Regions from separate parts of the Mus musculus genome. Here all the other regions are linked to region 2. Evidence: chromatin contacts called from public Hi-C data. All regions are on one chromosome and are shown on one strand. Each heading gives the region's core, a stretch centred on a gene start, on an enhancer-like site or on the middle of the called end of the contact. The rest is flanking DNA. Distances are from core to core; before and after follow the strand shown.

The links. Hi-C and Micro-C count contacts between places; a contact is called where the count stands out from the background.
Region 1: a Hi-C map of bone marrow-derived macrophages shows a contact between it and region 2, with 25 read pairs. The contact joins two enhancer-like sites. A contact is called at or near these places in 2 of 484 Hi-C or Micro-C datasets (bone marrow-derived macrophages and nephron progenitors), 5 of 115 datasets of contacts at active chromatin or transcription factors (cardiomyocytes, embryonic basal ganglia, embryonic stem cells and 1 more) and 1 of 9 other capture datasets (embryonic stem cells).
Region 3: a Hi-C map of bone marrow-derived macrophages shows a contact between it and region 2, with 30 read pairs. The contact joins two enhancer-like sites. A contact is called at or near these places in 2 of 484 Hi-C or Micro-C datasets (3T3-L1-derived adipocytes and bone marrow-derived macrophages) and 3 of 115 datasets of contacts at active chromatin or transcription factors (embryonic fibroblasts, fibro-adipogenic progenitors and large pre-B cells).
Region 4: a contact with region 2 is called in a Hi-C map of bone marrow-derived macrophages, with 22 read pairs. The contact joins two enhancer-like sites. A contact is called at or near these places in 1 of 15 datasets of contacts at CTCF or cohesin (CD8 T cells), 2 of 484 Hi-C or Micro-C datasets (bone marrow-derived macrophages and uterus), 3 of 115 datasets of contacts at active chromatin or transcription factors (embryonic stem cells, fibro-adipogenic progenitors and large pre-B cells) and 1 of 9 other capture datasets (embryonic stem cells).

What each region holds. Positions count from the first base shown.
Region 1 is chr2:166,419,189-166,421,888 of GRCm38.p6, forward strand. No RefSeq gene overlaps it. Among named protein-coding and RNA genes, the nearest start is that of Gm30796, 16 kb to the left of the region's middle. Within about 2 kb of position 1,318, at least 32 of the 459 cell types and tissues checked have an H3K27ac peak or open chromatin away from gene starts, as enhancers often do. A contact at or near this core is called in bone marrow-derived macrophages, where this site is marked.
Region 2 is chr2:166,125,869-166,128,568 of GRCm38.p6, forward strand. The region is part of intron 2 of Sulf2 (sulfatase 2); the gene reads right to left. Among named protein-coding and RNA genes, the nearest start is that of Gm52534, 7.0 kb to the left of the region's middle. Within about 2 kb of position 1,428, at least 15 of the 459 cell types and tissues checked have an H3K27ac peak or open chromatin away from gene starts, as enhancers often do. A contact at or near this core is called in bone marrow-derived macrophages, where this site is marked.
Region 3 is chr2:166,457,896-166,460,595 of GRCm38.p6, forward strand. It overlaps 5031425F14Rik (RIKEN cDNA 5031425F14 gene), which reads left to right. Exons shown (of 3, transcript NR_015558.3): 3 at 526-875. Among named protein-coding and RNA genes, the nearest start is that of 5031425F14Rik, 12 kb to the left of the region's middle. Within about 2 kb of position 1,261, at least 57 of the 459 cell types and tissues checked have an H3K27ac peak or open chromatin away from gene starts, as enhancers often do. A contact at or near this core is called in bone marrow-derived macrophages, where this site is marked.
Region 4 is chr2:166,481,809-166,484,508 of GRCm38.p6, forward strand. No RefSeq gene overlaps it. Among named protein-coding and RNA genes, the nearest start is that of Gm30908, 12 kb to the left of the region's middle. Within about 2 kb of position 1,358, at least 56 of the 459 cell types and tissues checked have an H3K27ac peak or open chromatin away from gene starts, as enhancers often do. A contact at or near this core is called in bone marrow-derived macrophages, where this site is marked.

The DNA.
Region 1 (2,700 bases), core at 68-2,567, 290 kb after region 2:
GATCCTGATGGCTTCTAAGTAGAATTCAGTGACTCACAGGTCAGTGTGTGGAAAGGGTGGGGTGGAGCACAGCAACACCCCCCCCCAATCTCCTCTCTGCTTCAGTGTCTGTCCAGCTCTTGCCGCCCCCAGGAGACATTTCCATCCTTCTTGGGGAATTTTCCTCCTGCTCAAAATTAGACATGCTCTGATTGCCAGCAGATTCACTGACGGGAGCCTCGGGTCCTAGAGAATGTAAGGCCACGTCTGTCACTCCATGGGGAACTGTCCTACTCAGTACCAATGAGCTATGACCCCTAGAAACTCAATTAAAGCACAGGGCACTTAAAGAGTGATATTTGAATTAGATCCGATTTTGCCCCCCGGGGGTCCAGGTTGGAGACACGAATGAGCTACTGGGTTTTGTAATGATCTCAGATGTTCAGTTCACAGAATAAAACAAATTCCCACGTGGGGTCCAAGTGCTGTCACTCACTATCGGGAATGTCATGAGATTGTTTGGCCCTGTCGCGTGCTCAGAAAACAGCTGACATTTAACAAAGGTGAGTTAGTTGTCAGAGAGAGCAATAATGAACAATATTGAAGTAGGTCACTTTCATTCTCCCAGCTAGTTGTGTGCCCTGCTTTAGAGCGAAATTCCTTCCCAGTGTTCGTCCACGGCTTCCTTCCAAGTAAAACTCATTAGAGAGATTTCTTTGGGGGATTTTTTTTTTCTTTTCCTTTCTCTGCTTCTTTTCTTGACTCTGGTTAAATAAATTATTGATTTGTTTTCAAGATAATTTAAGGGGTGATACAGTTGTGATTTAATAACTGTGGCCAAAATGCATTCAAAGGAAACACACTTAAGGGGTTCAATTAGGGAATCTGATTTTGTTTTTGTTTTTTTTTAAATAATCAAACCAACCAAGCAATGAGCCACCATCATGGGGACTCCTGGGTGGGCTGGATGGGCACAGAGCATCGTGTGAGCTTTAATACTGCAGGACAAATGAACTAAAGGAAAACAGACATCAGAGGCTGGGGAGGTCCTGGCAGACAAGTGTCATCCCAGGGGAATTATGGGCCTGCAGGGACCATGGACATCAGGCCCAGGTCACAGTTGTTCATAAGTTTAGACATCCAACTTCAAAGACACCAAATCAAAAGAACTGGGCACACCCAGTTTTGAAGACCAAAGCTTCCTTGTTCAGATGCTATGGCCTCTTGTCTGTCCCAGAACAGCTGCTTAGATTGGCTTCACCACGGGGCCTGTGCTCTGGAACCACGGCAACCACCCCAGGTCCCTTTGCAAAGAGCAGCTTCCTCATCCTGAGCCGGTCATATCCCCAGCCTCGTGGGGCCTGAGAGGAACAAGTCTGAGTCACACGCTCACCCCTGGAAACTGTGGAAACCAGTCAATGCCTGGCTCCCGGAGGCAGCTCCCAGCACTGAAGTGTCTAAGGAGCACTAAGAAGATTCCGAGACAACGCTTGTGAGAAAGCACATCATTGGGGGGGGGGGGGAGTGTCATCTGTTTGCTGACCCCACAGGCAGCAGGACCAGCCAGGCTCCTCATCCTCCTGCATCTGCTTGTCCTTTCCCACATGCTGGGCTGTAGCCCTTCAACCTCTAAGCCCAAATGAACCTTAATGACGTTGACACCTGACAAGAAGGTATTGAGTGGACTAATGAAATCAAGACAATCTCACACACACACACACACACACACGCCACAAGCCATCATAACCTAGACAATCCTTCACGGAGACATCTCCCAGTTGACTCTAGTTTGTATAAAGTGGGCAATTAAAACTAAGCATCCATCGGACCTCAAAGAAGGGGATCGGGAGTGATTGAGGATAGAGTGAGCTCCTGATGTCCTTGGGCCTCCACACAATGTGCACAGATGTGTGTGCATACATGTGCATACACTTCATGCACGCACATAACAGACATGCTTGGTGGTTTGAATGTTTGCCCATTAGGAGGTGTGGCCTTATTGGAAGAGGTATGGCCTGTTGGAGCAAGTGTGTCACTTCATAGGTGGGCCTCGAGGCCACCTATGCTCAGGCTCCACCCAGTATAGAAGAGAACCTCCTCCTGGCTACCTACAAAAGAGCACCTCCTCCTGGTTGCTTTCAGATAAAGATGTAGAACTCTCCACTCCTTCAGCACCATGAGCACCTGCACGCTGCTATGCTGCCTGCCATGATGATAATAGACTGAACATCTGACAGTGAGAGCCAGCCCCAATGAAATGTTTGCCTTTATAAGAGTTGCCTTGGTCATGGTGTCTTTTCACATCAGTGAAGCCCTAACTAAGACACATGCTCGAAGAGTCACCGTTTAGGGTTGACTGTGTGCCAGTCTAAGCTCTTTGTACTTTAAATACCATTTACGTCTCTACAATCTGAAATTAGCATTCTGTTCGGTGACTTTCTCAGGATCGTCTAGCTGGGATGTGGAGTCAGGTACATGGTGGCACTGGCCTTTCTAAAGATGAGGGTGACCTTAACCGAGGCTATCCCCTGCAAAGGGGAGGTCACTAAACCCTGCAGCCACGCATCCTGCCTGACCATCCTAGATAATGCATTCTGGGTGGTGGAAGATTTGCCATCCCAGGCGCATTCGTAGAATGCTTGTCCTAGGTTCATTCCCCAGCAGTAAGTACATTTTTTTAAAAAAAGGTAGGAATCCTTTCTAAAAGGTTACATGGTGTCT
Region 2 (2,700 bases), core at 178-2,677:
CAGAAGATCAGAGAAGGAAATTGAGGCTTGTATCTGAATTCCCCCTCCTTCCTCTCTGTGTGTGGGCAGAGGGTATGACAGTGTCGGGTGGCTCTGCATCCGGGTTCCAGTAACTAACCTGAGGGCACAGCAGCCTCCCTGTATGCTTTCTTCAAGCCCGTTCACCCCTAGCAAAGACGCTAAACCCTCTGTGACTTGGCCAAACCCAAGATCACGTGACTATGTAAGAATGCCCACATCCCACGTGACTGCTGGGGCGTGGTCCTCAGGGGCTGCTCTTCATTTACTGTTTTATCCCTTTTTTGCCCTTTGACCTTTGCTTCCTGTTGCCAAGTACGTGGCAGTTCTGAAGCACAAGGTGGCCTCGAGGACAGATGTGACACAGAAGGGATGACAGAGTAGAAAGCTAGAGACATCTTGACACTACCACTCCAATTCTGGACCACCGGCCCCAGACATTTTTATGTGTCGAAGAAGCAATGCTAGGTTTCATTTTCCCAAGCAGCCAAGCCTAATTCTGACACACTTTCTAGAATTCAGACGAACCTGCCCCTCAACACCCTTGTCGACGAATAAAACTAGAAAACCCTCGCAGGAATGCACTTGGCAGTTTGAACCCAGGATGGGCCACTCCTGAGATAACCTGCATCCACACGCCTTCATTTCGCTGGTGAGTGGCAGCTGGAATGTTCAGAATGGATGTCGGTGGATGAAGCTGCCCTGAACTGCTGCCTGGAATCTGGGTGCATCTCCCTAGCTGCCTGCCATCTGGCCCCCGTGAGAGCCGAGGGTTTCCAACCCATCCCTTGGTTACCGGTCAGCAGGGGAGTGTAGTCTCCTCATCTGCCAGATGGAACGTGGAAAATGGGGCTGCCGGGTTCTCCTTTCCCGGGTCTGCTTTGCGCAGGATGTGGACGTCAGAGCTGGGGTCCTGAAGGCCTCAGTGTCCAGTAAGTGTACCCAGTAAGGTGCACAAAGCCTAGGAGCTGTACCTTGTCCCACTGTCCCCACTACATGCCTGAACCTCAGAAATCAAGGCTCACCCTCAGCTTCAGACTCCACCATGGCTGTCTGTGGAGTGGCTCCTCCCTTGGGGGCACTGAGCAACCCCATCACCTTTCCCCCACAGCTTTGCAGTCCCTGGAGATGTTCTCCACAGGTCTTACTTGTGACCTATCTGCCCATCTTTCCAGCTTTGCCTCTGAGCCTGCACCACTGCAATAGAGCACTGGCTGGGCTCCTCTTGTGCCTGGACAGCTGTAGACTCCGCACCTGCCTCACTGTACAGTCAGCCTCTTCTCCACCTAGTGAAATGGAAGTCAGACTGTTTCCCTTCTCTGACCCATGTATGCCTGACATCCACCCTCCCCAGAAAGTCAAGTCCTCTCCCTGGTTCAGCCTCAAGCCCTCACATGATGAACATCACCATCAGCACGCCTCAGACTTCCCATTTTCTGTGCCCTGGGTCACAGTGCTGCCACTCTGTCAGCCTGCATGCCTCTGGCCCTTTGCACCAACTATTACTGCTGCTTGAATGTGCTTCCTAGAATTCCTGTTAATAAGTTCCCTGGCCTTTCTTGATCCTGTGTCCCCTTTATCAATGAGATCATTATGGATAAAGTTTCACACGACCTCCCCACCCCCACAACTCCCTTCCCTCTTTGCTTGACTTCTGATCCTTTCTCACCACCTTCCCTGTCATATGCAGTTTTTTTTTTCCTCTCCTCCTCCTCCTTCTTCTTGTTTTGATTTTCCGAGACAGGGTTTCTCTGTGTAGCTCAGGCGGTCCTAGAAGTGACTCTGTAGCCCAGGCTATCTCGGAACGCAGAGATCTTCCTGCCTCCGTCTGCAAGTGCTGGGATTACAGGTGTGGACCGCCACTGCCCAGCTTTTAGTTTGTGTGTTTTGTCTTGGTTATTGACACACAGCTGTGCTAGACGCCCAGCGCTGCAGTAAAGATTCTGTTACTTTGTTGCTCTTTGCACATCAGTCAAGATTCTGTCTAGTTTGTTACTTTGTTGCTAGTTACCCTTCTCTAAGAACAAGTGCTCAGTGAATGAGGATGACGGAGCAAGTGAGGGTCGCATGGTTCATCATCCTGCAGCAGATGTGTGGGGAAACGCTGAACACCCCCTAACTTAACAGTCCCGGCTGCTTGTGTCCTCCAGAGCCAATGTCCAGTTTCCCTTGAGGGAAACCTGCCCAGCTCACCTCAATCCCAGGCTAGAGATTTCTGGGCTGTCTAATGGCCCTGCTGGCTGCACTGGCCTTTATACAGAAGTGCTTAGCAAGCTGTCTGAAGGCAGAGCCAGCTTGGAAGAAGGTAGAGATGAGGTCACACAGAGACCGGTGACATCTGGAGGAGGCCTTGGGACAGAGGGAGGGAGACAGAGACAGCGGGGTAGGCAGGGAGGATGCACGGGCCGGGCCAATGTCTCTCGGGCTGGGCCCCGGCCTGAAGCGAGGATGGAGAGACAGAGAGACAGACCCGGGGACGGCGAGACACACGGAAGCTGGGATGGTGCCTCTTGGTCGGATGCGGACTCGGGCTTGGTCCCCGGTGAGCAGAAGGATCTAAACGCACCTGAAACTCCAAGTACGCTTGAACTTCTCATTTCAATCCCCAGTAAGTTGCTGGTTCCAGTTCATCCAGCATTGCTTGGGCTGAGTTACAAGAAGTCACTTGTAACCAGGAGAGGC
Region 3 (2,700 bases), core at 11-2,510, 330 kb after region 2:
GACTCTAAATCTCGCCAGCTGGAAACAACACTGAAGGAATGTTCTCAAGGGTCTCCGAAACCTTGAAGTGTCTCGTTTCGCCTGACTCGAGATGAGGGACCCCATGGGATTAAAGCCAGTCTTTAAGGAGGGGGCGGGGGAAGCTGGACTATACTTAACTTTGTGTCTCATAGTAAGAGAGAAGAGATGTTTCGGAGGGTTATTGGCATGTTTACTTGCTTGCTTGTTTGTTAAGATCACAGCTGACCATGGCAGTGCACATCTGTCTGTCTGCCCAGTCCCGGAGAGCCTGAAGCAGGAGGATCGGGAGATCAAGGCCAGACTGGGTTACAAATGGAGTCTTTGTCTCAAAAAAAAGCCAAACAACAGAGTCTAGACAAAACAATATCCACACTGAAGATACAAACAATGAAGATTTTTGTTCTATGTGTCTTTTGCCAAATATTAATAACTAACACATAATATGTATCACATGCATGTTATATTAATAACCCTATGCATAATATTTACTTTTTTGTCTTCTAGGACAAGATGGATGAGGATGAGACTAATAGCTTCCAGGTGTGGCCTGGCTTCTGGGGTCTCCATGTTCATATTGGGGCATTAATAAGCTTCTGCATCGAGAGTGGTCTAGCTCAGCATAGTCCAGACTGTAGTCCACAGATGTGAGAGGCACCGAGACAAGAGGCCTTCAGCTCCAGTTATAAGACTGTGCTTTGTTACGAGCAGAGCAGACGCTGTCTGTGGGGACCCTAGTTCTGGACTCTCATCAGGACGTTGGCATCAGTGAACGCATCTCAGACCTTTACTGAGGTAGTCACCGTTTTAATCTGTCGGTCGTGATTACAGTTGACAGACTCAAAATAAAAATTAAGAAAGTATGATAGGAAGAGCTCATAGCTTGTGCCCTTAAAGGGATCGACTTCAGACATGGCTGGATCCAGGCACTCGAATGGCAGGATCAGGGAAACAACCCCTCCATCTCTCCCTCCCACCATTTTGGTTGTCAGTGGTTTCTCCCCTCTCAGGGTAGTTCTGTTCTTGTACTTGTTTCCATTTTCAGGAGCCCTAGGAGAAAGGCATTTTTTTTTATCCCAAAATTTAAACCTAAGTACAAAATATGAGTCTTACATATCTGTCTCTAACCCAGTCTCTGAAGCCAAGGGCCCGGCATCCACCGATGGCTCAACGCCTCTACTGTTGTAGACAGAAACCCCAAATTCAAACTTTTGCAACACACAGTCTAGAAAGAGGAAGGAGGGGAGTCAGCTAGTCGGGTTCCGTGAGCTTCTTGAGACAAGCTGGAAGGTGACATGGGCCACACAGAATTAAGGGAAGACGACACATGCCCCTTTCGTGGGAGCCTGTCTAAAGCCATTCACTAACAGCACAGTCCGTGGTGGTCGGCTCAAAGTAGCTCCTGATGGCCCCTCTCTCTGCTCCCTTTCATGCTGGTTTTGTTTCAGTCCATGATCCTGGCAGGGAAAGCACGGTGGAACCTGCCTGTGGTGAGACCCAGCCTCCAGGCTCCTCACACACAGCTGGTTAGGATGTGGATGAGTGCTGGCCGAGCCTGCTTCTGCCGTGTGATTGGAAAAGAAAAGGGGACTCACACAGGGCAAGTTCTGAGACACATACACACACACACACACACACACACACACACACACACGTACACACACACGTACACACATATACACTCGTATGCATGCACACACATACACACACATACACTTTCACACACACATGCACACTTGTGCACACACAGGCATGCATGCATGCACACACATACACACACATGTGCACATACACACACAAATACATTCGCATGCACATGTACACACACATACACTTGCACATGCATGCACACACATACACACACACACACACACACACACACACACACACACACACACATAAACACGCAGGCATGCTCTTGCTCTTCCCAGGGCTGCTTCCTCTCCCATCATAGATTGCTCCCTGCCCTTAGGGGCTGCAGCCTCCTCTGCTTCCTGCACCATTTGGAAGAGCTTTTTAATTACTTTTAATTCTCTCTCAATTTTCTGATCCATCGGCGTGCATGAAAGAGAGATGAAAATGGCTCCCTCTTTTTATTTGGCTTGGTCATCCTCTCGTTCTCAGGCGCCGGCTCTGGTTTCACTCAAACCCTCCTGCATCTGAGGCTGCAGGAACAGGAAGTCCCCCGGGAGGCTGGACTGGCTGTCTGGGTTGTGAGTCAGTCTATCCTTACCCACCTCAACCATGGGACATTCGCACTGGAGGTCAAACGGCAGGCTGGTTTATTTCAAAGTATTGGCAGGTGACAGGGGTCATTCTGAGGCCCTGGTTTTTCTCTCTCTTCTGAAAGCTTCACTCAGCAATGTTTTTACCCTCAGGGACGTTGAGCACACTTGAAATCTCCACTGACTTAGAAATGACTTTAAAAAACACCCTCTGGTGGATTTAGCATGTCTTATTCTGGAAAAACAATTTTTAACTTGAAAGCTATTCTTCATAAGTTAATGATGCTGCTATCACCAGCCCACCCCACCCCTATTACAAAGACCCCAAGTGGACCGCTAAGGCACAGACATAAGGTCGCCATGCTAGCTAGACTATCACACAGTCTCTAAATGGCCCTGTCCATGTGAAGGGAAATGTTTCTTCTGGGTCCAGAGACCCTCTGGGTGCATCCCATGT
Region 4 (2,700 bases), core at 108-2,607, 360 kb after region 2:
CTGTGGGTAAAGGAGACACAGAGGCCAAGTCTACAACCATAAGCTGTGTCCCACGCCCCTTTGCCCCTTCTACCCATACCTAAAGCTGCAGTTCTGAGACACTGGGGAACAGGCCCTGCCTGTGGCCCCACCCTCCCGGAATGTCGACCCTAAACCGCCCCCACAGAGTCACTAACAGAGTCACACTCCCAAAGGTAGGAAGAGTACAGACGGGGGAACAGACTCATGTTGAAGGACACAATGTGGAACTCAGACCATCACTTCCCTTCCTACTGACCAGAACGCAGCCTTGTGAACACTTCAAGCCATGGCGCATGTGAGAACATCTTTACACTGAGAAATAGGAGGTTGTATTAATATAACAGCAGACAAGGGACACCAAGGGGCATCTAGAAAGTTCTACCCAGAAACGTTTAGCAGGATAAGCATTACTGGGCTACCCAGGCCTTGCCAAGTGCAAGAGGACGTTTTAAAAAGTCATCTCTTGGAGGGCCCAGTGTTCCAGGACTGACCCCAGAGTGTTCAGTAGAAGCCTGCCCTTTAAGGCCAGCATCACTCCCGTTTCACAGATAGAGGGGTGCCTGCCTCTCCCAGTGCCAGCAGACAGCCATGCCAAGGCTTCCTGCTCAGACCCTCTACTGGTTCTGATGTGGAGCCTCCCTTTCTTCGACTATTTGGTTGTTTTCTTCTCCACGTATAAGAAGAAAAGTGAAAAGACACCGATGATGCATAATTTGAACCCTGGGGTCTGTGCCTACTGTCTTCAGTCTCCATGTGGCTTCAGAATACCTTATTTAGTGGATCTTCTTCTGGAAAGGGCTATGTCTGTGGCTTACAAGAACTAAAGGCGTCCTATCTGATCAATTCCTTATTTGCTGTGGTGTGTGTGTGTGTGTGTGTGTGTGTGTGTGTGTGTGTGTGTGTGTGTTGCTTGCCTGTCTGCCTGCCTGCCTGCCTGTCTGTCTGTCTGTCTGTCTGTCTGTCCTGCCTCCATGTCCCATTTCCTGGGCTACCTTGACTTTGCATCCTCCCTGTGATGTCAGAGGAGCCATGAATCACAGTGACAGCTCTCCCAGTATCCAAGAGACCTCTCCTGGCTGCTAAGTCACCGTCCCCCATCCCCCACCGTCCCCTGTGAGAACCAGTCAGTGTGTTGAGCATCAGCTGAGGCTTCCAGATTCCATGGGGAATGACCCCCATTGTGTGTGCTGAGGACCAGGCAGCCTCTGGCTAACTTCTTGCTTCTCGGTGTCCTGGGAACCGGTGCTGTTTGCTCCTGTCTGGAGCCTCTGTGGCTGAGCCGAGCACAGGCTGCCCTGGCCAGTGTTTCCATAGCTGCCTCCAGGCTCCAGACCCCAGGCTGCTGCAGACTGTGAAGGAGGCCTCTCCTCTGCCCTCTGTGCTCTGTGCCATCTGCATGACTAAGCTTCCTGCCTTGCTCCTTCGAGTTGATGTCTCTCTATCTCCTATGGAGGGACAAATTATTTGCTCACTGACAGTGGCCTAAATTTGGCAGCAGCCTCAGCAGCATCTGTAACAAACCGGAGCCAGGTTGCCACACTTGATGGGGACAATTCCAGGCATGTCTCGACAGCCCGAGGATGTAAGGATAAAAATTACACCAGCCTCCAGCCGTGGCCGTAAGAGGAGTCTTGGCAGAGGAGGACGTGCAACTAAGAAGAAAAGTAAGGCGCTCTTGCCATGAAAACCTGGCTTGATTTAGCAAGCGCTCAAAAGCTCCTTCAAATGAGGTCACAGGCTCCCTGGGGAAAGAGCTACATCTAAGGAAGAGCAGCTCTCCCCCCTAACAGTCCTGAAGCTACATTGTAGATACAATTTCAAAATTCATTTCCACTGTAGTCCAAACTTAAAATGAAAGTCACAGATAGTATAATCTATATAGTTTTTTAAGATTTGCTTTATTATTTTATGTGCGTGTGTCTGCCAGTAGGGGGCATCAGATCTTTTGGTGATGCAGTTACAGACCTCTGTGAACCACCCAACACTGGCACTGGGAACCAGATTCCAGCCCCCACCCCTGATAGAGCAGCTAAGCGTACTGAAACTCTGAGTCATCGCTCTGGTCCCACACATGATCCTTTTGGTTCTGTTTTTTAAATTTGATGTCCAGGCTATAACATAAGAAGAAATATAAGGGAAAATAGAATAGTCGAGGTAATTTCAATGTGACAATGTCTCTCTTCCCACATGCAAATGCCCAGGCACAAGTGCCCATGAAGAACAGGTCAGCTTCCTGACCAAGACCAGTGACTAGTGTGTTGAGTTGGTCTCTCAAATGCCAAGTGTCATGGCTGCTGTTAGCATTCCTTCTAAGCTCCGCCCAACAATTACCTAGCAACAGCCAGTAGGCCTGGCTTCCTATAAAAGGGACAGATGGGCCTCTCTGACTCTGAACCCTGATTCCCTTTGCCCTCCTTAACACCTTTCTCTCCCCGACCCTCACATGTTCTTGGCCTGGCCAGCCTCTTCTCCTCTTCTCTCTCTCTCTCTCTCTCTCTCTCTCTCTCTCTCTCTCTCTCTCTCTCTCTCTCTCCATCCCCTCAACTCTCCTTCCCATGCCTCCAAATGAACTCTATTCTGTACTAGACCTATCATATGGCTGGTACCTAGGAATGGAGGGGAGGGATGCCTCAGCATAGGCTGGCTGAGGTACCCCCTCCCACCTCACCATACTGTGCT